7 separate regions of the Mus musculus genome follow, and regions 2, 3, 4, 5, 6 and 7 are each linked to region 1. The links are chromatin contacts, called in public HiChIP or PLAC-seq, Micro-C and promoter capture Hi-C maps. All regions are on one chromosome and are shown on one strand. Each heading gives the region's core, a stretch centred on a gene start, on an enhancer-like site or on the middle of the called end of the contact. The rest is flanking DNA. Distances are from core to core; before and after follow the strand shown.

Region 1 (3,953 bases), core at 946-3,445:
TCCACTCCCCGCAGGGGTCTCCTGAGCTGGCCGGGAAGGAAAGGCACACCAACACCTTCTAGTGCCAGGGTCCTATCCATTACCCTCTGGTATGGCCGGGTACTCAGTCATGATGGCTGCTCAGCATTTAGCAGGTGCTCCTATGATAAGGACTCAACTTTTCATCTACTTGGCTGAAACCTAAAAGCAGCCACAAACACAGCTGAGCACCAGCAGCTCTTGGGGGTCTTACACCTGAGCAAATCCTGTTCCCCACTGTCCCTGAGATTGCTGCCTTTCCTCAGCATCACAGCCACAAAGTGACAGCCACCCAGGACACCACAGAGGGAATGGTCTCCAATCTCTGGGGATTCTATTGAGGACATGGACTCCTGAGTTTTGGAGTGCAGAGGGTGCCGAAGAACAGGGACTTTTTGTGTGGTTCAACTAATGAAGAGCCCAGGTAGCAAGCAGGCTTGCAAATCAGCCTATTCACTAGCAGCAAGTCAGGCACACCAGGGACAAAAAAGCTATGCCTGCTACCTGCCCCAGTGGTCCTAGGTCATAGATAGTGGGACACACAGGAGGTCCCTACCGATGTATCTGAAACTAACAGCCACATGGCCAAACTAGACAAAGCCGCCTCCATGGTGCCAGCAGCTAGGGATGACCCAACCTGCCCTTACCAACAGCAGAGGAAGCCATCAGCTGCCACCCCCACAGCCCCACACCTTCCCAGGACTGGTACCCCTGGAAGTTCCGTCTTTGGAAGGGAAGGGGGAGGATGTGACCCTGGGTGAGGGGAATCTAAAGAAGATGGGGAGGAGCTCACATGGTACAGAGCTGGGTGACATGAGGGGAAGAGGTAGAGGAGGCAGGCTACCCAAGAGGCTGGGAAAAGTGAACTGAAGTGAGTGTCTTAGATGGAGAGAGGGTGTGGCTGGGCAGAGAGCATTCAAAACAGACCTGAAGCTAGCACCTGGTTGGGGGGGGGGTATTCCCTGGAGTTTGGGGAGATTTGGGGTCATGGGCCCAGGAAGAAGGAATCTTCCAAAAAAAGATTGAGGCTCAGGCCCTATTTGGGGTGGTGTAGCATCTAAGAGGATATGTAGGGGGGGCATCCTAAAGTTACTAGCCCTGTCTGTGGGGACTCTGTGTAGACTCTCCACAGAGTCTGATTCATGCTAGGGACCACAGGGGCTGGAAGACCCACTTAAGTTCTGAGACATGTTTCCAAAGATTCTGGGCCATACAAGGATGCCAGGAGCTGTGGGGTGTACTGGAGTTCTGAAGGGAGTCTGGCTAGATTTGGATTCATAAGGGACGTGAGTTCCCGGCTAGACTGGGTGGCTTTGTAATCCCAATGGGTTCCATTCTCTACTGGGATTCTAAATGATTTCCCAGGGGATGTGGGGCCAGGACGGGATCCCCATGGTGCTGTGAGTGGCTATAGGATTCCAAAAGTCTTCCTGGAGAGCTGTGGACCAGGCGGGAGATCCCCAGGGTGCTAAGGTAGTACCAAGGCTCTAAGGGGAATCCCAAAGGGTTCCAGGCTGTGATGATGCCCAGGGCGCTAAATCCCTGGGATCCTGATAAACACTTCAGGAGTCTGTGTGTAAACTGGATTCCTAAGGGGCGCCTCCGGGGACTCTGGAATGAGATGGAGTTCCTAAGGTGTTGAAGCCCTGAGCTCCTGTATGATGCCCAGGGGGTACTCCGGGATTCTAAGGGGTGTCTCACGGGGCTCTGAGCCAGGCTGAGTCCCTCAAGATGCCGCGGCGGTGTGGATACACTACGCTGGCAGAGAATTCCCCAGTGTGGAGTGGGTGGCACTGGGGTGCTGAGTTAGATCCCAAAGGGTTCTGCACCAGACCTGGGGTCGCGATGGGGGAGGGGTACGTGGGTCACAGTGGAGGAGGGGCATCCCGAGATGGCGATGGGGGAAGGACGCCCCGGGGTCGCAGTGGCTGGAGAAGGGCCCATCCGGGTGGGCGCGCGCAAACTCGGTGCCCACGGGGCGGTGTGCGCGCAGGGCCGGCCACAACGCCGCGCAGGGCAGCGGGAGGCCAGTCCCGGGCGGAGGCTTCTTACCTGATTGTCCATGACTGGCGCCCGCCCCGCCCCCGGGCCCGCGTCGCTCTCGCTGCCGCCGCTCAGCAACGCCCCGCCGCTCTCATTGTCTGTCGGGGGCCGCACCGCCGCCGCCGCCGTTCCGGGCCGCCCGCCCGCCCGCCAGCCGCGCTGAACCGGAAACCGCCGCCAGCCCGGGCGGCTCAGCGACCGCGGGCCCCCAGCCGCCGACTCGGGCCCGGCCTCGCCGATGGACAAGCCTCCGAGCCTGTCAGAAGGCCAGAGACCCGCGCGTGGGGCGGGACTTCCGGGCTGGTGGGGGCCCGCCGGGCGACAGTCAGAACGACGAAGCCGTCAGCCAATAGAAAGCCGGCGCCGCAGGGGGGCGGGCGGAGGGAGTGAAGGAGGCGCGAGGCGAGCTCTGCTGAGCGGCGCGAGGTGTGCGCCGCACGTGGAGGGGTTGGGCCAGGCCGTGGCGCGGTGCCTGCGCACTGCGCCCCGGGAGCGGCTCTAGAGGGGACGTCCCTAAAAAGGCCCTAAGAGTTTAAGTTCGAGCCCTGCGGAGGGAGGGAGCGCTGGCGATGTTCGGTGCTCCTGCGTGACAGCGCCGGTGGTTAGTTTACCGGTCTGGATCCTGTAAAGCCAGCGGGTTCAGCCCACTTCTCCTTGCAAAGGCTAGGGTTGTGCATCTGTAAAAAACCAGCCTGTGACTTCAGTGACCTCTTCTGGCCTTCTCAAGCACTGCACACAGGTGCTAGCGCTCGCACACAGACACGCACCATTTAAAATGTAAGCTTTTAAAAAACAAAAACAAACAAAAAAACTTGTCGGAGGTGGTTCTTCTTTCTGTGGTTGTTACAGTGCACATCTGAAACGGAGCCATTCTAAATGATCAGCGGTCTCATTCATTCAACGCAGGGAAAGGAACGGTAGTCAGTAGTCAACCGTAGACTGTGGATACTGACAACTGGGGATTGAACTCAGGGCTCCCGCCATTGAACTACACCCACAGCTCTGTTTTCACTTTTTTACTTGAAGGCCAAGGCTGGGGCATAATTGGTAGAGCACTCTGCTAGAACGATGAAGCCCTGGGTTCTAGCCTCAAGACTCTATAAGCCAAGTGCAGAGATACATGTCTATCATCCTAGAACTTGGATATAAAAGGCAATACAAATTTTTGCTAACCTGAATAAAAGACACACACACAATCCAGGTATTTTATTTACAAACCGTAAGTCTAGGTTGTGCAGCTATTCTAGTTTGGAACTAGTTTGGAGCTATTCTAACTTACATCCCTGCCCATGTGTCCCTTGTGACGTGCTGTTTTTCCTGGCCACATGCTTATGGTCCATCTCCTCTCGTGGCGGCCTCCTCCAGTTTCCCTGTCTTTCTTAGTCTCCTTTCTCTACCTGCAACCTCCAGCCAGGTAACTGAAAACCTGCCTACCTCTATCTATTGCCCAGTCACAGGCTTTAGCCTTTTATTGACTAATTGACTTGGGAGGCTAGGTTACATACGTAGCATCACTTGGGGTATGTGAGGATCTCCTCCTTGGGGGCAACTAGACCTTGGGATACAGAATTTAGCACCTAAATACAAGCAGTACCAGACCAAGCCCCTACACTTGGAGGTGGAGGCAGTAAGACTGTGACCTCAAGATAGTGGTGAGAAAGCCCTCCCTTGTTCATGGAGTAAAGGTGCTATGCCACCAGTGGTTTAACTAGCCCTAACGATGACTGAGGCTCACTCATCGTTCAGAAAGACTAGATCAGGTAAACGGATGTAACTGAGGAGAGGCCCCCGACGGTCTGGTTCTGAAGAGAGCTGGCAGGGAACGGTTTCTGCATAATGTCTTGTAGAGATAAGCCAAGGACCTGGATCTTGTCCTCCAGAACCCAAATTAA
Region 2 (3,953 bases), core at 427-2,926, 460 kb before region 1:
GGAGACGGACCGGAGGCCAGGCACAGACATTATCTGGGACCTAAGTGTCCCCCCACTGTTCCGAGCTGGGGACTCTGAGGTTGGTCGGGGCGGGAAGCCGCCCCCAGCTCCAGCTGCCCGCCTGCAGCCGCCAAGAAATCAGCTGGCAGAAGGCAGGAGCAGGGACAGAAGGCAGCTGGAGATTGACAGGGGGAGGGACACAAAGAAAGGAGAAAAGACCGGGCAGGGGGGAGGGGAGTCTATGCAAATGGCAGCTCCCACTACCCGGCCTTTAATGAAGGAAGGAGTCGCAGCTGGCAAGAGAGGCCAGAGCCCGAGTAGGAGGGTCCCAGGCTAGCCCAGACAAAGCAGACGGCCGTTATCTGCACCATAGAGACAGCAGCACCCCCCGGGGGGTACAGAAGCCAGGACCCAGGATCCAGGTGCAGAAAGATGGGTGAACAGGATGTGTCCACCAATCTAACACCCTCGGGATCCCTCTTGCTCTGTAGAAGACTCTTTGGATCCCCGAGTGCCCATCCAGGCTTGGGACACCTCAGAGGTCTCCATGTGAGCACCAAGGACGGTTTATTGGGGGAGGGACATCCTTGCTCAGGTTGGAAAGTGAGCGTAAGGGAACCCCTGCCAGGCCAGGAGACACCCGGGGAAGTGACCGTTAGGAGGTTCTACTGGAGGGAGAGACGAGGTGAGGGGTGACCGGGAAGATGGGCGCTCACACCTGCTGCAGGTTTTCGGGGGCATATGGAGGCAGATTTGAGAGCAGGGAAAAGGGGTAACGCACAGGGATTTGGGGGGTGTGGCAATCAAAAGGATCCTCGCTCATAGTGGTGCTGGGGTTTGGGGGTGAAGAGGCTCCACGATGAGCAGAGAACTTGGCCCTGACCCAGCTCGCATTGCAACGGGGGTACCTGCTCTCGGACCCCATTTCCTTCTGCGCCCCAGTCCCCGCCCCCGGTGACGTCACCACCCTCAGCCAGTCGGGGGGCTCTTGGGGTGTACCGGGGGCCTTAGGGCCGCAGGCTGGCTCCCCGGGGTTCCCCACAGGCCCCCGCATCGCGAGGATGAGGGTGGATGAGCAGTCCCAATCCCAAAGCTGGGGGAGGTCGGGGGTTGGGGGCGCCCGGACCGCAGAAGGGTGGAACCGAAGCCCCAGGTGATCTGAGGCGCCTGGCCCGGTCTGCAGCTCCAGACGCTGACACCGCGCACCGCACACCGCGTCCCCGCCCGGCTGGTGCAGTCGGTGACCCTGGGTACGGGCCAAGTCGCCCGCGCGCGTCCTCATCCCTCCTGGACCCTGTCTCTACCGGTTCCCGTTTCTGTGGGTCTCTGTCCCTCCGGGTCCACAACCCTCGCGGTCCCCATTTCTCCAGCTCCATCCCTCCAGGTCCTCCACATCCCTCTCCTTCTTGCAGAATCCGATTACGGCTGCAGCCCGGACCCCCTTCGGAGCACAAAGGCGGAGAAGCTTGGAAGCACAAAGCCGGCGCCGCCCACCCCGCCCCCTGTGTCCCCCGTGCGCCCCGTGCACCCCGGTACCTGCGGGCTCCGCATGCTGCTCCCGGCACCGGGTCGGCCCGGGCTCCGGCGGCTCCGCGTGTGCGCGCGGCCCGAGCTGCCTGGCGGGCGGGGCAAAACCCCACTGCGGCTCGCGCGCCCCCAGCCGGTGACGTCACCCCTTCCGCCGCCGCGGCCCTGGGGCCTGGCCGTGTACAGTACTGCGCCTGCGCGCAGATGCCTGCCCAGTGAGGAGGCGCTGCTGGGTCACGTGCTTCAGGAGCCTGTAGAAGGCCCGGGGAGCACGTGGGACGTGGGACACGTGGCCCGGCCTGTCTCCTCTGGATTCCTTTTAAACTCAAGTTCTGTTGTAGCCCATGCTGGCCTCAAGTTACACTGAGGATGACCTGAGCCTCCTGCCTGTCTCCCCACTCTGCTTTCTTTGGCCAAAATATCCTTTCCCTAAAATCTTTCCCATCAAGCCCGCCTTGCTGGCTGAAGAGGCTGAAGCAGGAGGACGTCGTTTTTGAACAGCCTGGGATAACAATGAATTCGAGACCAGCTTGGGAAAAGGAGGATGAGCTGGGCATTAAAAAAAATTTTTTAAAAGTGGGGGTGGGGCTCAAAATGGCTCGGCAAATAGAGGTGTTTGCAGCCCAAGCCAGAGAACCTGACTTCAATCCCCAAAGTCCCATAGTGGAAGGAGGAATCTGACTCCTATGGCGCTGACCTCCACATGTATGCACACACCCATGTCCACTGAGTTACTAGACATGCCAAACAGATGAAATGCAGCAAAAGACTGAAAAACACCTTAAAGAAAAGAGTAGTCACAGGCATGGGGTGCGAAACTTTTAGACAGCAGCAGGAGAATTGCTGCAAGTGTGAGTCGAGTGTGGACTGCACCTGAGACCCTGCCTCAAATAACGAAACGATTTTGTTTTACAGTCTGGGTTTTTTTCCCCTCTGGAATTCATTCATTCCGGCCCAGAGCTGGAGACATGAGCAAGAGCCTGGAGCCGAAGAGTCCGGGCGGAAGGACTGGGTCATAAACGGGGAAGAGTGCCATGAATAATTGACAAGGAGCCTAAATTAAGAACAGGGCTTCCCAGAGCCTGCACCGCGGCCAGTTTAGCAGAGACGGCTTTGTCCTCTTGCCTGACTGGGGTGACCCTGATTGACGTACGTGGTGCTAGTCGAGATTGGAGCACGTAGAAGGTGCCGGAGGTTTGCATAGTGTTCAGGGGCCCTTAGTGTAGTTTCTCTCATGCACAGCAGGTACTTGAAGTTTGGGTACTCTGTGGAGATGTCCACATCCTTGCATAGTCCCTGCAGGTGTATGGCACTGTTGGCTGCACACAGTGTGTACTCATATATTATGGAGCTGGGTGCTGGCAGGACTGGCCATGCCAGAGCAGACTGGCCATCCATCAGGGAGGGAACCAGGCCTTGCCTTGTTTGTCCGAACTGAGTAACCGCTTCTGCCCCCTGGGTCCTCGTGAGCAGCGAAGGGGAACATGTAAACCGCGGGTCTGAGAGTCTGGAAGCTTCCAGTGGCCATTCATCCCCTCTCAGATCCCCGCTGTGTTAAATGCCATTTACACAGAAGTAACAAAACAGAACAATCGGCCTGCAGCTGACAGAGCATAGACAGGCAACAATATATCAACCCAAAGCCGGTTATGTGTTCAGCCACTTAGGGCGGCCATCGCTACCTCTGCTTCAGTCACAGCAGACTCCTGCTCCTCCTTTGCCCCTACTCCTCCCACACAGGTTCCGGCCTGCCCCAGGGCCCTGGTACATGCTGGTCCTCAGCCTAGTGAGATGTTCCTTTCGCTGCTCAGAGACGACCATTCCCAGAACCACTTCCTGGCAGACTGTTCCCAATATTGTGCTGAAGAGGTATTCTCACAGTCAGAAATGCTATGACCCTCCGTTTGCTTCTCATGACGCAGGCTCCTTGCTCGGGTTGTGCCTCGATGTCCTGTCTCTGTGTGGCAACAGCTGATGACTTAGGGCTGTAGGAAGAGTGAGGTGAGTCATCCTACCAATCACCGCAATTGGTGGAGCCTAGAATTCCCCAAGAGAGGCTTGGGGGCGTGGCTCAGGCCGCAAGGTCGGGGTCACCGCTTAACTTTGCACAATGATTTCAGCATATTCTAACTGTTGTTGCACCCAGCCCCCTAAGGGGAGGTACTGAGCAGTGACCATATTTGAGCAGACCAGCAGAACCGGTCTTCTCTGAGGGGGCTGTGTTGGATCCAGGGCGGGACCCAGTGGGCTCTAAACTTCTGGTTTTTCTGCCCAGCCTGGCACACACACGGAGGGCAGTATGACTCATTGTTGGGTGAAAAGTTCGCTCTGGAACATTCCTTCCCTCCTGAGTCTGTGGGGCTCGAGGGGCTCTCCCCAGATGCCCACGCTCTTCTTGGCAACTTCCAGTACCTGGTTATTATTTC
Region 3 (3,953 bases), core at 384-2,883, 420 kb after region 1:
GGATCAGTTTGTATTTTTCTACATCCTAACTGCCAGTTGAACTAGCAACATTTGTTGAAAATGTTTTTTTTTTTTCCCTCACTGGATGACTTTGACTTCTTTGTCAAAGATCAAGTGACCATAGGTGTGTAGGTTCACTTTTGGGTCTTCAATTTTATTCCATTGATCTACCTTTCTGTCATTGTATCAATACCATGAAGGTTTTTTAAAAAAAATTTTTTTTAATCATATTGCTCTGCAGTACAGCTTGAGGTCAGGGATGGTGATTCCCCCAGAGGCTCTTTGATTGTTGAGAACGGTTTTTGCTATCCTGGGTTTTTTGTTATTCCAGATGAATTTGAGTTGGGATTTTGATAGGGAATACACTGAATTTGTAGATTGCTTTTGGCAAGATGGCCATCTTTCCATCTTCTGAGGTCTTTGATTTCTTTCTTCAGAGACTTGAAGTTCTTGTCATACAGATCTTTCAATTGCTTGGTTAGAGTCACACCAAGATATTTTATATTATTTGTGACTATTGTGAAGGGTGTCATTTCTCTAATTTATTTCTCAGCCCGTTTATCCTTTGAGTAGAGGAAAACTACTGATTTGTTTGAATTAATTTTATATCTAGCCACTAAGCTGAAGTTGTTTATCAGCTGTAGGAGTTCTCTGGTGGATTATTTTTTAGGGTTATTTATGTATTCTACCACATCATCTGCAAATAGTGATATCTTGACTTCCTCCTTTCTAATTTGTATCCCTTTGACCTCCTTTTGTTGCCTAATTGTTCTGGGTAGAACTTTGAGTACTATATTAAATGATAGGGGAAAAGTGGACAGCCTTGGGTGTGGTGTGTGTGGTATGGTGTGGTGTGTGTATGGTGATGATGCATGTGGTGTGTATGGTGTGGTGTATGTGGTGTGGTGTGTGGTGGTGGTGATAATGATGATGGTGGTCTCTCTGTCTCTGTCTGTCTCTTTCTATCTCTGCCTCTCTCTCTCTGTCTCTCTCTGCCCCCCTCTGTCTCCCTCTGTCTGTCTGTCTGTCTCTTTGGTGTGATGTATGTGGTGTGTGTGTATTCTACAAGGTTGACATGATGACAGAATTTAATTTTCTTAGCAGCAAGCTCATGGATCCTGGTGATAAATGCAGCATGACTTTACTGAAAAGGCTTTGTGATCTTGAAGAGTGGATTGACTTCACTGTGGGCAGCACATGCAATCTCACTTGTTTGGTGTAATGAAAGAAGAGAATGAGAGGTGGAAGGGGGATGGTAATGTTGAAAAAAAGAATGGTACAGAGGAAACTGAGGTTGGAGAGAGATGGGGTAGATGGTAAGAGATGGAGAAAGAGGGAAGGAAATGGAGAGAAAGACAGAGAGACAGAGAGAGACACACAGAGAGACACACAGAGACAGAGAGGAAGGGAAAGGGAAAGAGAAAGGAAGAGGAAGAGGGGGAGGGGAAGGGGAAGGGGAAGGGGAAGGGAGAGGGAGAAATGTGGACACTAGCCAGATTTAAGGGAGAAATTAGGGGGTTGCCAGTCTGTCCACCTCTGATGGTGGCAACTCAGCAGAAAGCTGCTGGGCTCAGTCTGGCTTTGTTGAGCAACCCTGACTCCACCCCTTTTCTTCCCCACAAAGCAAGCTTTTAAAGGGAAGGCTTTCTTCATTGAATGACTGCCACAGTACGATGTGGGGCTTTTGGCTGCTCCTCTTCTGGGGTGAGTATGAGGTTGAATGGGGCATGGATGGCTGAGGTGTGGGCTGGAAATAGGTTGCAGGGAGAAAGGCCAACCTTGGAGGGGTTCGGCCCATAGGCTAATGTCTATTGCACACAGCAAACTTTACCTTGGGAAACCTTTGACAAAATTCCTTGACTTAGGGAAGTCTATTCACCAGGGTAGATCTTCCTGTAGCTGTTCATGTGGCATGTCTGTGTTTGTGAGCCATCTCAGTTTTAGTTAGAATTTAACATGGAGTAAACTTGTGAGGCTCCGGTGCGTGCATCTGGGATGGTGCAAGGGGGATGGAAGTCCACACAGCAATGGAAACAGTCCCCTTACCATTGCGTAGCCCTTTTTTATCAGCCATAGCTCACAAAGCAGAACATGGGTGTGAAAGAGGTAACTTGCCGGGCTTTGGCAACAGTTTAGTGTGTAAAGTGCTTGTCCTACAAGCACAAAGATCTGGATTTGATCCCAGAATTTATGTTAAAAAACCAAGTATGTGGTACACTTCTACCTCTGGCTCTGGAGAGTAGAGAAGGAGGATTCCTTGGTTCTTGATGGCCAGCTAGCCTAGCCCAATTGGTGGATTCCAGATCAGTGAGAAAGTCTGTCTCTAAACAATTAAGGTAGATGGAACTGGAGAAAGGTGTTTGAGGTCATCCTCTGGTTCCTACATGCCAGTACACACAAGTGCATGTTCACCTGCACTACACATTGCACAATGTCATGCACACACAACACAAGTGCAATGCACACACAGACATGCAATGCACACAAAAGGCACATGTGTACTCACAGATGCAAAAAGAAATACTGTGAGCAAGTCTTAGCTAATGAGGGGTAGAGCCACGGTATAAAATCATTCCAGCTCTGGCCTTGTTCAAACTCTTAGTCATGGCTGGTTTGTGCTGTGGGAGTCAGCGAAGATAGTCCCGTTCTAGAAATAGACTCGGGGCTACACCTTCCTTTTCTGGCTCCTGTTGCTTTTGTTTTGGGCACTAGCGCATTTCACTGTGTGATCTTCCACGTCACTGGTTTTCTCGCGTGTTTGCAAGATTTTTTTTCCCCATTGTTTTAAATTTAGATGGGAGATATGGATTTCCGGTTTTAGGGATGAGAAGAGGGATCTATTTTGCCTCACAGTTTGAGATGGTATGGTCTGCCATGTTGTGGAAGCCTTGGAAGAGTCATAGTTAGATGGTGGGCTGGCACTGCTTTCTGCTTGTTGACTGTGAAGCAGAGAGCTAAGAAGTTGAACTGGCGTACATATTTTCAGGTCCCCTCCCATGGCCTCATCTCTAAACTTCCTCAGACAACACCACCATCTGGTGACCAATAGGTTAAACACATGATTGTGTTGGTTACATTTCACATCCAAACCACAGCAAACAGCTAGCCTGCATACATGTATATGTACATTACATGTACATATATGTGTCTTACACACATAAAGGCAATAATTTTAATATCGTCTCAAGAATGAACTTAAAATAATATCATGCTTATTTACTTAAATACATTTTAATTTATTCTTTGAGGATTTCATACATAAAGGCAGTAATTTTGATTACCTGCACCTCCGTGCCACTCTACTCTGAGACCTCTCTTCACTGTGACCATCTCTAACATCATGTCCTACTTTAAAGAAAACCCACTGAGAGCAGGGTGACCTTCTGGGGCATATCCCTGAAGCAAGAGGATTCTCCTCTTAGCAGCCATTGACTCTCAGTAGATCATCAGCTCCTCAGGATGGGACCAGACTAGAATGTTGGCTGGCTTGACCGTGCAGGTTTCATGTAGGCAGCCACAACTGACATGAATGTTTAACTAAAATCATGCTTGGAAGTCAGTAAGCAGCACCTTCCATGGCCTCTGCCTCAGCTCCTGCCTCCAGGTTCCTACCCAGTGTGAAAGTCTTAAAATGTTAAAGAAAGTGCTGCAGGAGAGGATTTTTAAATATTCTCACACAAAGAAATAACAAACGTTTTAGAGGAAGCATAAAAGCTAGAAACAAAACAAGACCTCCACACAAACAGACATGAAAATAGGGGCAGACGGGAAAGAGAGGGGTCAACAGGTGTGGGAGGGGAGATAAATGTAGGTGCATGAGCACCGTATAGAGCATACTCCTGAATATACAAACCACCACCAGTAGCAACACCAACAAAAATATAGGGCTCAGAGAGATGTCTCTGCAGGAAGGCACTGGCTGCTCTTGAAGAGAACCTGGGTTCAGGTCCCAG
Region 4 (3,953 bases), core at 873-3,372, 400 kb after region 1:
TTAGCCTCCAGTGGCCTCCACACCTGTGACGGTATAAGCACCTGCATATGTAGAATTACAGGTGTGAGTACATCCCACATAGCACACACACTAAAAAAAGCTGAGTCTCAGGGCTAAGCTGTGTTCTCAGCACCCTAGTGCAGTGGTCACAACCCCTTTGGTAGTTGAATGACCCTTCCACAGGGGTTGCATATCACAATATCCTGCACATCAGATATTTACATTACAGTTCCTAACAGTAGCAAAATTACAGTTAACAAAGTAGCAAGGAAATAATTTTGTGGTTGAGGAATTGAGTTAAAGGGCCACGGCTTTAAGAAGGTTGAGAATTACTGGTCAAGTGGCTAACAGAGGCCACAGCACTGCCTGGTTCTCTCTCAGGAAAGTCAGTGCCCGAGTGCTGTCTCACACACATTCTTGGCCAACGATAGACTATGGCACAGGAGTCTGGTCTGAAATGCTTATCACGTCTGAAGGGTCTGCCTTCACTGTAGGGAGAGTCACTGGATTTGCGGGCTTCAAGAACTGCATTAGAGTTCACTAGAGGAACAGGACTGATAGAATCAATAGGTATCAAAGGAAGATTTGTTCGTCTGGCTTATCTGATACAGCCTGGGCAGTCTATAATGGCTGCCTGTATGCTGCCAAGGCCGAGAACCTGGTAGCAGCCCAGTCTATGAGGTGGGTGCTGCAAAGTCCAGATCTGAAGGCCTGGGGTGGGGGGATTTCTGGAGGGTCCCAGGTCTTCAATGCATGTCAGATAAGGATTGTAGGAACAACACAGGGGCAGTAACAGAGTGGAGGAGCTCTCCAGGAAGGGGCAAAGTCCCCCCGTGAATTTCCCCAGAAGCACGTCTCTCAGCTGATTCAAGTTCAAGTTCAAGTCCACAGTCAAGGTTAACCATCACAAGCACCATGGTAACAGAATGCTGCCTGCTCCCATGGTTCTCCCATGAAAAAGAAAGGCTGAATCATGCGATGCTGAGGAGTTAGAGGTCACGAATCTGCTCTTGGAGCCATTCCAGCCATGCCCAGAGTGTTCAGTCCATCTTTAAGGCTCAGGGTGGCAGAAGTTTGTATTAGTCAGCTCAAGTTACGTTTTGCTGTAGTGACTGCCTACGGTGGGTTGACTTGTAGGGTCTGTGGGGGATTGATGTGGGAAGACCCAGCCTGTAGTGGGCCACACCATTCCCTAGGCAGGGATCCAGAACTGTGGAGAAATGAGCATGCTGGCCTTCACTTCTTCATTCTTGACTGTGGTTGTCACGCGGCCAGCTGTTTGAGGTGTGTGTTCTAACTGCCCCACAAAGATGGGCTGTAATCTAGACCTGTAAACTCAACCCCTAGCTTCCAAAGCTCCCTTTTTTTTTTTTTTTTTGGTCAGGATATTTTATTATAGCAACAGAAACTAGGCCAGTCCTCAAAATACTCTCCCTACACTGTTCTAGGGATTTAAAAACATGGATGAAGATGTGGGAAATCGGACATAAGCTTCAAACGCAGGGGCAGACATCCAAGCAGGACCGGTCCGAGGCAGACAGCTGGACGTTAAAGGCACGATCGCCCCCTCGCGGACATGTGCGGTAATGACACAACGTCTGCAGCTGGGCGGGTCGTTTGCAGAGGGGAGGAAAGACGGAAGAGATTGAGTTTATTTGTGGGTGTGCACACGTGTTTACTCACAAGTCTGTGGATATGAGCCTAGAGAGGCCCCCAGGAAGGGACCCTGGTATTTCTGGCATCTCCACCCAGTCTTCTAGAAGGAATGGCCAGCGGCACTACTGGATGATATGGTGTCTTCAATTTATTTTTAGTTTATTTTCTTTTCTGTTTTTTATTTTTATTATTTATTTATTTATTTATTTTTTTGAGACAGGGTTTCTCTGTGTAGCCCTGGCTGTCCTGGAACTCACTCTGTAGATCAGGCTGGCCTCGAACTCGAACTCAGAAATCCACCTGCCTCTGCCTCCCGAGTGCTGGGATTAAAGGAGTGCGCCACCGCTGCCCGGCTTAGTTTCTTATTAAATTTATTTGATTTGTGTTTGTGTGAACGAGTGTGTGAGTATCCCGAGAGCAATAGGAGGCCAGAGGACATTGTGCAGGAGTCAGTTCCCTTTTTCTATCGTGTAGGCCCTAGAGATTAAACTCAGGTCATTAGGTGCAAAACTTCTTTACTTGCTGAGCCACCTCACAGCCCCTACCCTTCAATAATTTATTGTTACATATTTTTCTTAAAAAATGTTTACAACTTATTTTTATCTCTAGTGATTTCTAGGTGGATCTGAGCTTCATTTGTTGAATTGGTACTCTGGATAATTTTATTATTTTTTAAAAGAGAAATGCATTTATCCGAAACAATGACCCTTGTACTGGTGGAATTCCAGCCTATGAAGTCAGGCATAGACTCCAGCAGGCTGTGTTTCCTTGTCTGTGGCGCCGAGGCCCCCATTTTTCACTTCAAGGAACACTTTGCAGTCTAACCACACAGCGCTCACTTGCAGCCCTGTGCTGCCACCTAGCGTCCACGAGTGATATGGCCCCTGGGTTCAACTGTGTATATTCCCCAACTCCTCCCAGATCCGCTGTCATCCAAATCGTCTTACAACACCATGCCTTCTTTTTAAATTTTAAATAGCCCATCCAGTTTAATTTGGGGTGTCCATGTAGTACTTGGTGTGTGGCTATCCACTGGGGCATGGTCAGCCTGCGGGGTCAGGGGCATAGTTTAAAGAAAACTGCCTCTCCCTCCATCAGCAGCCATCAACTGTCCAGCTCCTCAGTTAGGGTGGGCTCATGAGCCCTTCCAACTCCTGCTGTAAGGTTGACTGGTCTGATTATAAGCAGCAGCCACAGGTGCTGTAGTTTATTAGTACCGAGATCCTGCTTCAGTCGTGCCTGACTTCTGGCTCTTACAGTCTTCCTTGTCTCCTCTTGGGGAGAGGGTTCCACCTTATTTTTTTGAGACAGGTTCTTCTATAGCCCTGGAGTTCAGTAAGTAGGCTGGCCACCTTGGGGATACATTGATCTCCACACCTCCCTCTCTCCAGGGCTAGATTATAGAACTTCATTTCCATGCCTGGACTTTAAGTGAGGGTGTGCAGAGCTCACTCAGGGAGCTTTGCTTGCTTAGCAAACACTTACTGACTGAGCCTCCCCTCCCCCCACAGCCTGGGTCTCTCTATGTAGCAGATCAAGGCTGGATTTGTGCTTATAATCCTCCTGCCTCAGCCTCCCCAGTATCTGAGATTTCATAACCTGCACCACGAGGTTCAGCTAGAGTGAGCAGTATCTGTTTTAATAAAAACTTAGGCTGGCTGTGGTGACAAAGGTCTTTTATCCAAGCACTTGGGAGGCAGAGGCAGAGGCAGAGGCAGAGGCAGAGGCAGAGGCAGAGGCAGAGGCAGAGGCAGAGGCAGAGGCAGAGGCAGAGGCAGAGGCAGAGGCAGAGGCAGAGGCAGAGGGAGAGGGAGAGGGAGAGAGAGAGAGAGAGAGAGAGAGAGAGAGAGAGAGAGAGAGACAGAGAGAGACAGAGAGAGACAGAGAGAGAGAGGCAGAGAGGCAGAGAGAGAGAGAGAGAGTGAGAGAGAGAGAGAGAGAGAGAGAGAGAAAGAGAGAGAGGCAGAGGCAGGCACATGCCCTTGAAACTAGCCTGGTCTACAGAGTGAGTTCCAGGACAGCTAGGGCTACACAGAGAAACACTGTCTCAAAAAACAAAACAAAACAAAACAAAACAAACAAACAAAACAAAACAAAAAACCAAACCAAACCAAACCAACCAACCAACCAACCAACCAACCAACCAAAAAAACCCAAACAAACCCCAAACCAAAATCCAAACCAAAACCCAAAACCCCAAAACCAAAACCAAAAACCAACCAACCCCTCCTCCCTCCCCCACTAAATGGGTGTGTGTGGACAGGGCTCAGTAGTGAATACACTTGTCAGTTTCTGAT
Region 5 (3,953 bases), core at 795-3,294, 350 kb before region 1:
TCCTAGTGCTGGGGTTTGAAGATGGAGGACACTGGTCCTCACAGGTCAGCAGCCCAGCCAAATCACTATGTAGACAGATGGATCAGCGGTTAAGAAAGAGCACTAACTGCTGTCATACAGGATGGGCTTCAGCTCCCAGGAATCACATGGAGACTGGTAACCATTCCTGACTCCAGTTCTAAGGGGTCCAAGACCTGCTTCTGACCTCTGTGGGCACCAAACACATGTGCATTCACATGCAGGCAAGCGCGCACACAAACACACACACACACACACACACACACAAAATAAACCTTAAGACAAAAACAAAACCTAAGGTGGACACAATGTGACACTATGGCTGTCCCACACACATGCACATCTAAGTATGCATATTACACATACACAGAGCAGAGCAGACACCCATTCCCCAGGCCCAGCGTCAAGCACAGGCAGTTAAGTACCTTTGGTGTTTCTCTTTACAGCCCTCTTGCTCACAGCTCCCCAGCTGATTCCAACCTCCTCAGGTTCTTGTCCTTCCTCCTTAAATGCCTGATGGGAAAGAGTATGAAGTTTTAAATAAAGTTATCTTTTAGGAGGGGTTGACACAAAGTGTTCTTTAAGAAGCAACTTTGCAGTTGCAAGTGTTCACAATCTAGCTTAAGACCACATTTAGCAGCCAGCTCCCCTTCCCTGCTCAAGACCCAAAACCTAGAGAAAGGGAAGCTGAAAGCTTGGGTTGCAGAGTCACTGTCAGCAGGTTGTGGTCATACATGACCTGGCAGCTTGTAGCCCTAGATGTAATCCCCAACCCAAGACAAAAAAATAGAATAAAATCCAAGTATTAACCCCAAATCAGGGTTGGTGACCGCTCATCTTGTGTGCTCTTTCATCAAACACAGGGATGATGGTAGGAAACCTGTCCTTGATTCAGGCAGGGCAAAGAGCTGAATGGGGCGCTCAAAAGGCCTCCCATAACAAAGCAAACCTTTAATTCCAGCATTTTGGAAGTGAAAAGGGGGGGCAGGAGACCAAGAGCTGAAGTCTAGTCTGGGTTTCACAGCAAGTCCAAGGCCACACTGGGCCACAGTAGCTCTCCAAAAAAAGTTTTGCGTGGGAGGGGAGGCGCTGATTTTTGATAAGGAAAAACAACATAGACCGAAGAAGAAAGCGCTGGCCAATTTTCCCTCAAAGTATTCTGGCGCCTTCTACTTGCAGCCAATCAGGAGTCCCTAACCCTCAAGGACCCTGTTCCACAGAGGCAAGCTTGTGTCAAGCGCTGAAGGGCAGTAGACAAGACTTCTTGTCTAGGGGGAGGAAAGTGACATCTTACGCTGACTCGAGATGACAACTAGGCTCCAAGACCAGGGAAGCGCGAGGGGACCGGACCTGGGAGCGAACATGGTCTGTGCAGAGACACTGGGCACCGCCAACAGTGGGGTTGACTGATAGATTCCCCAGAAGAGTAAAACTAGGGTGGCGGAAAAGACAGCTGCAGGTGCAAGGTCATCATGGAGACGTGCCCAGAGCCACCCGATTACTCAACAAGGCCCGGCTTCCTGCAAATCCCGGGGCAAGTGGGAGGCGAGACACAGAGAGGGGCAGCGACTAGTAAAGGTCACACAGCCTCGGCTGCTTCGGTAACTGACAGCACAGACCGAAGTCGGGGGGGGGGGCTCGGGGTGGGAAGGCCGGCCCGAGTCTGCGCGGGCAGTTACGTGCCCGGGTCCACGGCGCCACTCGGGTTCCCTCACCTTCCTCAGCCGCTCCATCAGCACGCTCTTGTTGCCTCCCGTATCCAGGTTCCGCTTTTTCAGCTCCGCCCTCAGGTCGATCACCCGCAGGTCGCTGAGCCGCCGCGTCCCACTCTCCGAGGCGCCCGGACCAAAGGCGGGGTCGCCCGACCCGGTCCCGGGTTCCGCCATCCTCGCTTCCGCGACTTCCCAACTCGCTCCGGAACCCCCTCCACTCGCTGGCACCAGCTGTGGCGGCTCGGAGGTAGTACAAAATGGCGCTGCCGAAGAGGAAAACGCACTCGCTTCCTCCCGCCTCCCTTTGCGGCTGCGCAGGCGCACAGCTCTGACGCACCTCCTAGGTCGCACGCCAAAGCAGTCTCGAGCCTCGCGGGTACAAGTGCACATGCGCAACCGGTCGTAAGCCCCCCCTCCCCCCCCCCCCCCCGGCCCCGTCGCCACCCTCTTTTTAATGCGCACGCGCACCGCCTCGCTACGCTCACTGACCCCCGTTTGCCTCTCGCAGCGTTGCCCGGCTGCGCACGCCACCGCTCTACGGCCAGCGCTCCGACAGTGATGCGCAGGCGCACGACCTGTAGCACGCATGCGTCTTGGTCCGCGGCCAAGCGCGAGCCGGCGAGGCGCGCCTACGTCGTCTCTGCCGCCGCGCACACTGCGCTTGGGTAAAGGCGTCTGAGAGCGTAGGGCTCGCGCCGGCGGCGCCTGCGCAGTGTCGAGGTGCGCCTCCGGGGAGGCTGAAGCGGTTCCCTCTCAGGCGGCGCCATTTTGTGGTAAGAGGGCCGAGATTCAAAAAAATAATAATAATAACAAATCAAAAAAAAAACACACTCACGCAAACCCACTGACCCGGTTCTGTGTGAAGTGGGCGACGGAACCAGGGTCCCTGGAATGGCGGAGACTCTGTCGGGTTTAGGAGACGCGAGTGCGGCGGGCGCGGCGGCCGTGAGCTCCGCGGCGTCAGAGACCGGGACGCGGCGGCTCAGCGACCTGCGGGTGATCGACCTGCGGGCGGAGCTGAAGAAGCGGAACCTCGACTCGAGCGGCAACAAGAGCGTGCTGATGGAGCGGCTGAAGAAGGTGAGGTTCGCGGGGGGGAACCCCATGGTCGCCATGGCGACACCCACCGCCGGGCCCGGAGTGGCCCGTTGGCCTTCGCGCTGGGCGCTAATACTGGGGCTCCGCGGGCGCCGGGTGCAAGGATTCGAATCTCGACGCCCCCAGCGATGCGACCAGAGGGAAATAACACCACGAACGGGTTCGGGGGATCGATGACACCGCGTTCCCTGTACTGCTTAGTCCCAACCCCAAAGGGGGATGAAGGGGACTCGGCCAAGGTCATCCAGTGGGGTCAGCTTGTGGCGGGATTCGATCCCAAGTCCCTTTTCGGCCCCCGAGGCAGAACAGGTGGTTTTTGTTTCTTTTCTTTTCTTTTAATCTGGGAAGACACAGTGACGTTGGGGGCAGGGGTGGTGGAGATGAAACATGAGAAACTCTCAGAGTTCGCAGACAGCCGGAGGATGTAGGTAGCCCAGGGAGACAAAAAACAAAAACAAAGCGGAAAAATAAATTGTTTCTAATTCTTTGCTAGAACTAAGCTAGGGGAAGATACGAGATGGAAGGAAAGAACGTTTTTTTCTGTTGATAAAGGTAAGTCAGATGTGAGTTCAAGGCCAACCTGGGCTGTAGAGGAGTTCCAAACCAACCTGAATATTAGAGTTCAGGGCTAGCTAAGCCTTTTTCAAAGTATAAAGTAGGTCCAAGAGCTACTCATTTGGTAGTGTGCTACTCATTTGGTATTGTGCTTACCTTGCATGCACAAAACCCTAAGTTTTATCCCAAATACTTCCTAAGGCCGGGAGTGGTGGAGGCAGAAGGATCCTAAGTTTGAGGCCATCTTGGGATGCGTGAAAGCCTTTCTGTAAAACATAGTAGGTTTTTGTTTTGTCTCTTTTTTTTTTTAAAAAAAAAGGGGTTGGACACATAGATCAGAGGTAACATGCTTGCCCAATATTGCAGAGGCCCTTGGAACCATCTGCCACACAACTGCTATAACACTCCATTCTGTGTGGTCAGGTGGGAGTCGGAGGATTTAGTTCCAGCCTCAAACTGAGCCCCCTGAGAAAGAGGCTCATTTCTATTGCCTTCCTTTGTGGCCTAGATTCTCTGTCAGGAAGACCTTTAACCTCTTCTGAGTGTCCTCAGATCAAGGCAGTAGTAGCT
Region 6 (3,953 bases), core at 867-3,366, 340 kb after region 1:
GCCCACCCCTACCCATATCCTCAGTGCGTAAATGAGACTCAAGCTGGTCCAGTGAAGCCGTTTAGCGCCGCCTAGAGGCCATAAGGATAAAAGGTGGGGTGCTAAGGAAGCGGCTTGGAATCTGGTGGGTTAGTCAGGGAGAGGCTTGCTTGCCAAGGTAATTTTAGTTCCTGAGAAGCTATGGTCAGGAAAGCAGTACATATTTGTTAGACAAATCAACTAATAAATGACAGGGAAGGGCACTGGTGACCTTGACTCGGACGAGAACTCACAGCAGGGAAGGTGGGCTTATAGTATGATAATTAAGGGTGGAGGAGGGCTGTGGCTTAAAATTTAGGAAGACTTAAGGGAAAAAAAATGACATTTGGGGGCTGGGGAGATGGTTCAGTCAAATGCTTGCTACTCAAATGAGAGGACAAGAGTTCAAATCCCTAGGGCACAATTAAAGCAGGAGGAGGTAGTCTGTGCTCTTTAATCTCAGTGCTCCTAAGACGAGATGGGGGCAGAGACAATTCTGGAAGTTCAGCTAGCCAGGAGCAGTTAGCCCAGGAGTAAGAGAGACTCTATGTTAAGTATGTGGAAGAGAGGGTCTACACTGAGGCTGTCCTGCCACCTCAACACACACGCCATAGTGTTCTCTCTCTCTCTCTCTCTCTCTCTCTCTCTCTCTCTCTCTCTCTCTCTTTCTCACACACACACATACAAGTTTTAAAGAAAAAAGGAAAAGTGGGTGGTGAGGGTGAGAGGGCTCTGTGGGCAAAGGTGATTGCTACCAAGCCTAATGATCTGAGCTCAATCGTTGGGGCTTGCATGGTGGAAAGAGGACCTACTCCCTTGGGCTGGTGAGATGGCTCAGTGGGTTAGAGCACCTGACTGCTCTTCCGAAGGTCCAGAGTTCAAATCCCAGCAACCACATGGTGGCTCACAACCATCCGTAACAAGATCTGACCCCCTCTTCTGAAGTGTCTGAAGACAGCTACAATGTACTTACATATAATAAATAAATAAATAAATAAATCTTTAAAAAAAAAAAAAAGAGGACCTACTCCCCCATGTTAACCTTTGACCTCCACACATGTACTGTGCCCCACATGTACCTTCACACATACACACATACATATGTATATATATACACACACACACATATATATATGTAATAAAAGTGAAATGGCTTTCAAAGTAGAATATATTTTCTAATGTTTATTATAGTTCTATTTGTTGGCAGTTTCCTACATGTTAACAACCTATCTTCGTCCTACCCACCCTCAACTCCCCTCTGACTCCGAATGAGAGTGGACTCTCTTTACCTTATCCCCACTTTCTTGCTCTTTTGTAACCCTTTGCATCCATTACTGCTGCCTGTGGGCATGTTGGCTCCCTCCTGGCTTTGTCTTGTGCTGCCACCATAACTGCACGGAGTTCATGAGCGTAGTGGCCATGGGTATGCCCTGGAGATAGCATTTCACATCCCCCGCCCCCGACTCTTACCGACTTTCTGTTCCTTCTCCCTTGAGCCTCGGGCTGGTGGTGGTATAGATGTCCCATCTATGGCTGAGCACTCAGTAATCAAAAAGTAACATGTAAGAAGTGATGGAGTGAATTAGTGTCTTCTGTCAGGTGGTGGGCACAAGTGCAAAGGCCCTGGGGCAGGATGGAGGTCAGGGAGTGAAGAACAGAGAGAGGAGAAGAGGCTGGCAGGGGTTGGGGCAGGGTGAACAGGGCCTTGTGGGGTGCAGGAAAGACATGAGTTTTGGCCCCAAAGCAAGGTTGAACCAGGAGGGTTATGGGTGGTGGAAGAATGGTTGAGACTTGACTCAGTGTTCAGTGGTCCCTTTTGGCTGCTGCAGGGGCAAAAGGCTGTGAGAGATCAGGGCCGTAGACTGGGGACCAGGAGGAGACAGGAGGTGACAGCCTAGGTGCCTACGGCTGGATGAGATAGTGGCACCTTAGTTCAGCAGGTGCCCAGGTCTGCTCAGTGTAGGTGGAGAAAGACGAGGTCACACCAGTGAGTGGAAGCTGTGAGGGCGTAACTGCAGATGCTGCTCCCCCTCCGCCCCACAGCTCCTCCCCACCCCCACCCCGGGGCGACAGTTACAGTCACAGAAGAGGAAGTGGTGTTGTAGTTGTCCCCACTGGGGCAGGCGGCGGCGGTGGTGAAGGAACGAGGGTGCACGGGGCCTCCCCGAGGGGCCAAGTGAGAGGCCGGCAGCCACCATGGAGCTCTGGCGACAGTGCACCCACTGGCTGATCCAGTGTCGGGTGCTGCCTCCCAGCCACCGTGTGACCTGGGAGGGGGCCCAGGTGTGTGAGCTGGCACAGGCACTGCGGGACGGTGTCCTCTTGTGCCAATTGCTTAACAACCTGCTTCCCCAGGCCATTAATCTTCGCGAGGTTAACTTGCGGCCCCAGATGTCCCAGGTGAGTCTGCTGGGTGATGCTAGGGCCCGACTGGATAAAGGCTGGTAGGCCCGGCTCTGGCTATGGAGAGGTGTCGAGCAGAACGGAGCTCTGGGTGGGTTTGTACACTCTTGGTTGGCTTGCAGCTGTCCCAGCAAATTTAGGGGGAAATCTCCCTATCCCGCCCCGCCCCCAGCTGACTCTGTTGAGATCCATTTAAAGGGGTCCTAAGAGGTATCTTGTTGCCTCGTAGTTAGCCAAGAGGGTGCATGAGGTTGGAGAACCAGATTCAAGAGAGAGAGGCCTTCAGTTTCTCCCCCACCGGTGGCTCCTCCTCTTCCACCTCTTCTGCCCCCCTCCTCCTCACATCTTCCTTCACCTCCATTTCCTGCCAGGGCTTTGTGCTGTGTGGCGTGGAGTGTTGGGGGCTGCAATGCGAGACCCTGTGGCATCCCAACTCTACCTATTTCGGGAAGGGCCCATTGAAGTGCAGGGCCCAGGCCTAGGGTCCTAACAAGGCCCTGGGTGTCCCTGAGTTTGACATCTGTGCACTCTCCGTGTTTCAAGTGGAGGCATGGTCAGACTATGCCCCGGTGAGCCTAGAAAATGTATTCAAATCCTTATTTGAATGTGGCTGGGGTGGTGGTGAAAGGTGACTGGTGGCTTTGTACTCTTTTCTCTGCTTCCCCAGGGATGCTGGGTTTCGGGGGGAGGGCTGATAGCCCTAGAAATGAAAGGTATAGGTTCAAGTCAAAGGGATCCACAGCCTTACCGTGGGGTGTGAGGGACATGAGTTGTATCTAAGGGAACATGGCCTTGCCATGGGGTCTGAAGGACACATCCTTGGTGTAGGGGGCATCTGTCTGTCTGTCTGTCCTCTTGCTCTCAGTCTGCCAGTCCTGTACAGCCTGTTTTTCCAAGTCCCAGGAGGCTGTCCCTAGAAATGATGAGCAACGGGGTCAGAGCCTAGTTTCTTCCCTTCATGCGAGGGGTCCCATGGAGTTGAAGACGGGAGTTACTTTAAGAATGGCCTGCTGCAGTCTCCAGGGTATTTCTGGGGTTGTCAGTGAGCCAGCAGTCTCTGAAGCTGTTGTGAGTCCTCTGAAGGAAGTAGGGAACAGAGCACCCACTGTCCCCCATGGACCGTCCCTCTGGCTGGCTAGGGGTCAGCAGAGATTTGCCTACATTTGCTTGAACTTCAGTAGCTTTCAGGGCTTGAGGAAGTAGCTATGGGACTCTTGGGCCCCAGCTCTGGCGGGACTCAGGGTGCCCAATGATGTGGCAATCACAGCTGTTGGGAAAACGGTTAGAGTCAAGGATGGCCTTCCACCCCCCTGTGTATTGTAACTAAGGTTGACTTTTCTGAAGGACAGGTGTTCATGGTGTTAATCCCCAGAGGACTAGCTGTGTCCCAACAGCAGCCTTAGTGTGTGTCAAGCAATGTTGGGAACTTGGCTCTGGCCCCCAAAGAGTTCTTAAACTCAGTGAGACAGAAGAAGATGCATCACAGGCTCTTGTTCTCTAGGGATGTAAGGACATTCACTGCTTGAGAGAAT
Region 7 (3,953 bases), core at 729-3,228, 310 kb before region 1:
TGTCTCAATGAATAAACTCTACACCATTGAACAAGGCTGAGAAGGCGTTACAAAACTTTCACCAGGATGGAAGCGAAATAACTATACTCTGTTGCTAGTCGGCCTGGGATTTCTACACTCACTATCTCGGGTCCTGAAGGACCAGAAAAAGGGAAGAATTTGTGTCCAAGTGAGCCACCAAGGACTGTGGTATCCTCTTGCCTCAGAGTGGTGCGATGACAAGCAGGAGTGCGGTTCCAAAAGTTTCTTAGACGCGAGGGAGCTGAGAGACCACTCGGTCCCGCTAGCAGAGCAGGGGAGCGGGGGCTCTGGTTACCTCCACGATCTTGATAAAGCGCGGGAACACAGGGTTGCGGGTGATGGCGATGAGCGGCAGGTGAGGAAACACATCCGGGACGGTCATGGGCGCGAGCGCTGTGACGACCGGGCCTTCCCCGGTGCTCGCCGTGGCCCCGTCCTCCGCACCGCCCTCGGAGGTCTCGTCGCTGCCACCGCGGTTGCCCGAGTCCCACAGCCCCCGCCACTGGACCCCGCCGGGAAGAACGCGGCCGCCCCAGGGAGCTGACATGTCGCAGGCCCGACATCCTCGGCGCAGCCACGACCCGGACGCGCTCGGGACCCGGCCTCCGGTGACAGCCAGCAGCGGCCGCCGCAGAACCCAGCACCGCGCAGCGGCCCAGAGCCGCACGTAGCCTGTGCTCGCCGCCATGGAACAGCCATACTGACGGCGCACCGCACTTACGTCATCTCTGCTCGCCCCCCGTTTGCGCACGTGATGACGCTCGCGTGCTTCGGGCTGGAGAGGCGGAGCTTGAATAAGGTGAGTGAGTGGGCGTGGTCAGAGGGAGACTGGGTTTGGGGATGGGAGGGCGGAGTAGGGGCGTGGTTCAAGGCTCAGAGCGGGGCTTGGAGTTGGACGGCAAGGGGGCGTGGCCCGATGAAGGATGTTCTAGAGAGGACTTTGAGGATCTGGATGAAAAAGTGAGAGGTGTAGTAAGCTTGAGGAAACATGACGGAGAAAGCAGGACTGGTGTGTGGTCCGAATGGGGGGCGCTCCACCAGGCAGGGATTGGAGGAACTGGAATCAGGGATATGGCCGAAGGCGGGCTCAAAGGTCGGGGCTTGACATAGGGGCGTGGCCAGAGCGGTGACTCCAGACTGGAGCTTGTGCGGAGGGGGCGGGGGGCATCGCTCTAGGAAGGGGGCCTGGAAGAAGCGTGGCCCCTCCCAGTTCCTACAACTACTGGTTTGTCCTGTCCAAGCTGTACCTTAGTACTGCGTTCTGTTTTTCTACTGCCATCAAAAAGGTTTTACAGGGTAAATTCTGTGTTCTGAAGGCATCGGAAGAAAAGTACAGCGCACCCCTCCTTTAACTTTAGTCTTTTCAGCGTTCTTTGTTGATACACAACAACAGGTTTTACTACATCTCCCTACGCAGTTGGTGGCATCTTCACTCCACACTGGAGGAGGCGTGCTTGGAGGGCTTTTGCCTCTCGTATAGTATGCATGCTAAAGGCCGTGCGCAGGTGCGCCTGCTCAGCGTTGCCTTTGTTGTCAGTGGTCCGTGAGGCACTTACCAAAACACTGAAGCTTCCAGGACACGTCCCAAGAGACCCGTGTGCATGCTCCGGCTCCACAAAGCAGGGAGTGGATTGATGCATGCCCAAAGCTCTGCTTCCACACCCACGTGTGCTCATGCTAGTGCTGTGGTGACCTCCTTGAAGTTTGGGCATGCTTTGGATTTTGACTTATGGATCTGGGAACCTGGGTGTAATTTTCAGGTTTGAAATGTGCGAGCTCTGCTTCCATATTGCGCATGCCCACTCCTTCCAGTTTCCTCTGCGTAGACCTAACCGGGCTTTTGTCCGACACGTCCAAAAGGTCCTGCTAGTGGCCTTCTTACCTGGTGCGCGTGCCCAGACAAGAGGCGGGTAGGAGAGAAGCGGCCTAACCTCACGCATGCTCAGACACTTTCTCAAGCTTGGCGGTTGAAGAGCAGTGTTAGCTGTGGAGAACCAGGCAAGATGCTGGTGTTGATGCTAGCAGCAGCAGTGGCCACCATGGTCAGGGCTCACACACTGTGCCGGTACAACTGCCTAACTGGGTTGGATTGCTGCTGGGAGGTTTTTTTTTTTTTTAAATGATATTTCAATTTTATTTTTTTTATTTATATGAATACACTGTAGCTGTCTTCAGACGCACCAGAAGAGGCCATTAAATCCCATTACAGATGGTTGTGAGCCACCATGTGGTTGCTGGGAATTGAACTCAGGACCACTGGAAGAGCAGTCAGTGCTCTTAACCACTGAGCCATCTCTCCAGCCCTGCTGGGAGGTTTATGACAGGAGGAATGGGGCTGGTTCTTGTTGGAGCCCAGGCATACCCTCCAGCCCAATTGTAGAAATCAAATTTGGCATATCTCTCCCAAGCAAATCACTAAAATCCATTTCTGGGTGTGGAGCCAGGGCTTTGGACATGCGTCAAACCTAAGTTCCTTGTGCAGTCTGCAATCTGTCCCACCATCCATCCCTACCTGGCTCAGCAGCAGTGCCATGGGCTGTTGAGGCTGAGTGCATGTTGGGAAGTATGCTGTGCTTAGTGCCATGGTGAGCAGTGTCTCTGATCGCTAACATGCAAGTATGTCTCTGTATGCCCTCCTCCTTCCCACTTTTCTCCCCGGAGGTCACCAGCCTGAGGGGACAAAAGGGGCAGAGGTGGAGAGGAGGGTTCAGACAGCCATGAATATGGACAAAATGATCTCTGGAGACTACTGCAGTGGGATGTCTGCTGTATTCTTCCAGGGATGAGAGCGTATTTAAGGGCTTTTTGGTTTGGTTTTGGGGGTTTTTTTGGTTGGTTGGTTGGTTGGTTGGTTGGTTTTGGTTTTTTCAAGACAGGGTTTCTCTTTATAGCCCTGGCTGTCCTGGAACTCACTTTGTAGACCAGGCTAGCCTCGAACTCAGAAATCCGCCTGCCTCTGCCTCCCGAGTGCTGGGATTAAAGGCGTGTGCCACGCCCGGCTTTAAGGGCTTTTTTGAGGGGTACAGGTGGAAAGGGCCAATGGGTCATGTGGGTGGGAAGCCAGAACAGGCTGTGTGTGCTGAGTTCTGCAGCTGGTCACTTTTCAGAGGCCAGCCACCTGTGTTTAAGGACACTGTCCAAACAAAGACAGGAAGAGACAGGGAAGCCCTGCTGAGAAAGGAAAAGTCTCCCACTTTTGGTGCCCAGCTCAGAAAGCCATCCTGTCGTGGAGGCTGCTAACTAACTGTCCCCTGGGGACCTCAGTTCTTAAGCCCTGAATTCTAGATTATCATCACTGGAGTTCAGCAAGGCAGTCCCTTGCTGTGAGTTTTGCAGCCAGCCTGTGCAACATAGCCGGATCTGTGTCTGAATACAATGCCTTACCTCAACCTCCCAAGTGGCTCATCACACCCAAAAGGCAGTTGTTTGCTACAAACCAGAAAAAAAAAAAAAAAAAAGCTCACCAACAACAAAGTAGGGAAACTTAAGAAATACTTGTGAAAAGTAATTGCTGGTGTGGCTTGAGCTGGAGTTCGCTGGGCTGAGGGCTGACCCACCTGGTGAAGCCAGGACCAACTCCAGCACCACAGAAACCTGGCAGGTGACCCATGCCTGCCATCACAGCAGTGAGGAAGTGGAGGCAAGAGGATTGGGAGTTTCAGGCTAGCCTGGGCTACTTAGTCAGCCTGTCTCTGAATAAACAATAAAAAGAGCCTGGGGAGACCCCCTCCAAAGAAGTGAGCCCCCTTCCCACGAAGGTTCTGGGTTCGATTCCCCAGCATTGTACATGGGATGGGATATAAAAGGCAGAGAGCCCAGAACAGGAAGTGTGAGGTCTTACACGCGTTCTCACGACCGGCCAGGAAGAACACAACAAACCAGAATCTTCTGCGGCAAAACTTTATTGCTTACATCTTCAGGAGCAAGAGTGT

Evidence for each region. Promoter capture Hi-C pulls out the DNA fragments that hold promoters and counts their contacts. Hi-C and Micro-C count contacts between places; a contact is called where the count stands out from the background. HiChIP or PLAC-seq counts read pairs in DNA pulled down with a chosen protein or histone mark.
Region 2: a Micro-C map of embryonic stem cells shows a contact between it and region 1, with 2.0 times the contacts expected there. The contact joins the promoter of Ptprs here to the promoter of Mllt1 in region 1. A contact is called at or near these places in 2 of 39 promoter capture datasets (embryonic stem cells and pre-B cells) and 3 of 484 Hi-C or Micro-C datasets (embryonic stem cells and natural killer cells).
Region 3: a contact with region 1 is called in a promoter capture Hi-C map of neural stem cells. The contact joins the promoter of Adgre1 here to the promoter of Mllt1 in region 1.
Region 4: a promoter capture Hi-C map of the HPC-7 cell line shows a contact between it and region 1. The contact joins the enhancer-like site here to the promoter of Mllt1 in region 1. A contact is called at or near these places in 6 of 39 promoter capture datasets (the C10 cell line, the HPC-7 cell line, cranial neural crest and 1 more), 1 of 15 datasets of contacts at CTCF or cohesin (embryonic stem cells), 2 of 115 datasets of contacts at active chromatin or transcription factors (embryonic limb bud and microglia) and 2 of 9 other capture datasets (adipose tissue and liver).
Region 5: a contact with region 1 is called in a promoter capture Hi-C map of pre-B cells, with 4 times the contacts expected there. The contact joins the promoter of Safb2 here to the promoter of Mllt1 in region 1. A contact is called at or near these places in 6 of 39 promoter capture datasets (embryonic stem cells, fetal liver, liver and 1 more), 1 of 15 datasets of contacts at CTCF or cohesin (embryonic stem cells), 7 of 484 Hi-C or Micro-C datasets (B cells, CD4 T cells, embryonic stem cells and 2 more), 3 of 115 datasets of contacts at active chromatin or transcription factors (effector CD8 T cells, embryonic stem cells and microglia) and 2 of 9 other capture datasets (adipose tissue and liver).
Region 6: a contact with region 1 is called in an H3K4me3 HiChIP or PLAC-seq map of bone marrow-derived macrophages, with 2.6 times the contacts expected there. The contact joins the promoter of Vav1 here to the promoter of Mllt1 in region 1. A contact is called at or near these places in 2 of 39 promoter capture datasets (the SN4741 cell line and liver), 1 of 484 Hi-C or Micro-C datasets (muscle stem cells), 3 of 115 datasets of contacts at active chromatin or transcription factors (bone marrow-derived macrophages, memory CD8 T cells and pancreatic cancer cells) and 1 of 9 other capture datasets (adipose tissue).
Region 7: a promoter capture Hi-C map of fetal liver shows a contact between it and region 1, with 2.9 times the contacts expected there. The contact joins the promoter of Catsperd here to the promoter of Mllt1 in region 1. A contact is called at or near these places in 6 of 39 promoter capture datasets (cranial neural crest, embryonic stem cells, fetal liver and 3 more), 1 of 484 Hi-C or Micro-C datasets (embryonic stem cells), 4 of 115 datasets of contacts at active chromatin or transcription factors (astrocytes, embryonic stem cells, memory CD8 T cells and 1 more) and 1 of 9 other capture datasets (liver).

The regions. Positions count from the first base shown.
Region 1 is chr17:56,933,193-56,937,145 of GRCm38.p6, forward strand. It overlaps Mllt1 (myeloid/lymphoid or mixed-lineage leukemia; translocated to, 1), which reads right to left and starts at 2,196. Exons shown (of 12, transcript NM_022328.2): 1 at 2,071-2,196. The coding sequence starts at 2,082.
Region 2 is chr17:56,474,804-56,478,756 of GRCm38.p6, forward strand. Ptprs (protein tyrosine phosphatase, receptor type, S) reads right to left here and starts at 1,677. Exons shown (of 33, transcript NM_011218.2): 1 at 1,537-1,677. It overlaps Gm32822 (a long non-coding RNA gene), which reads left to right. Exons shown (of 4, transcript XR_385656.4): 1 at 1-549; 2 at 1,413-3,528. It overlaps Gm9258 (a long non-coding RNA gene), which reads right to left and starts at 1,470. Exons shown (of 1, transcript XR_105855.2): 1 at 545-1,470.
Region 3 is chr17:57,357,053-57,361,005 of GRCm38.p6, forward strand. It overlaps Adgre1 (adhesion G protein-coupled receptor E1), which reads left to right and starts at 1,634. Exons shown (of 22, transcript NM_010130.4): 1 at 1,634-1,704. The coding sequence starts at 1,674.
Region 4 is chr17:57,333,364-57,337,316 of GRCm38.p6, forward strand. No RefSeq gene overlaps it. Among named protein-coding and RNA genes, the nearest start is that of Adgre1, 23 kb to the right of the region's middle. Within about 2 kb of position 2,123, at least 49 of the 459 cell types and tissues checked have an H3K27ac peak or open chromatin away from gene starts, as enhancers often do. A contact at or near this core is called in the HPC-7 cell line, adipose tissue, microglia and 1 more, where this site is marked.
Region 5 is chr17:56,582,541-56,586,493 of GRCm38.p6, forward strand. Safb2 (scaffold attachment factor B2) reads right to left here and starts at 2,045. Exons shown (of 21, transcript NM_001029979.3): 1 at 1,734-2,045; 2 at 444-531. The coding sequence starts at 1,904. Safb (scaffold attachment factor B) reads left to right here and starts at 2,442. Exons shown (of 21, transcript NM_001163300.1): 1 at 2,442-2,810. The coding sequence starts at 2,622.
Region 6 is chr17:57,276,984-57,280,936 of GRCm38.p6, forward strand. Vav1 (vav 1 oncogene) reads left to right here and starts at 2,117. Exons shown (of 27, transcript NM_011691.4): 1 at 2,117-2,418. The coding sequence starts at 2,215.
Region 7 is chr17:56,626,165-56,630,117 of GRCm38.p6, forward strand. It overlaps Catsperd (cation channel sperm associated auxiliary subunit delta), which reads left to right and starts at 1,979. Exons shown (of 22, transcript NM_175350.3): 1 at 1,979-2,086. The coding sequence starts at 2,025. It overlaps Lonp1 (lon peptidase 1, mitochondrial), which reads right to left and starts at 739. Exons shown (of 18, transcript NM_028782.2): 1 at 317-739. The coding sequence starts at 709.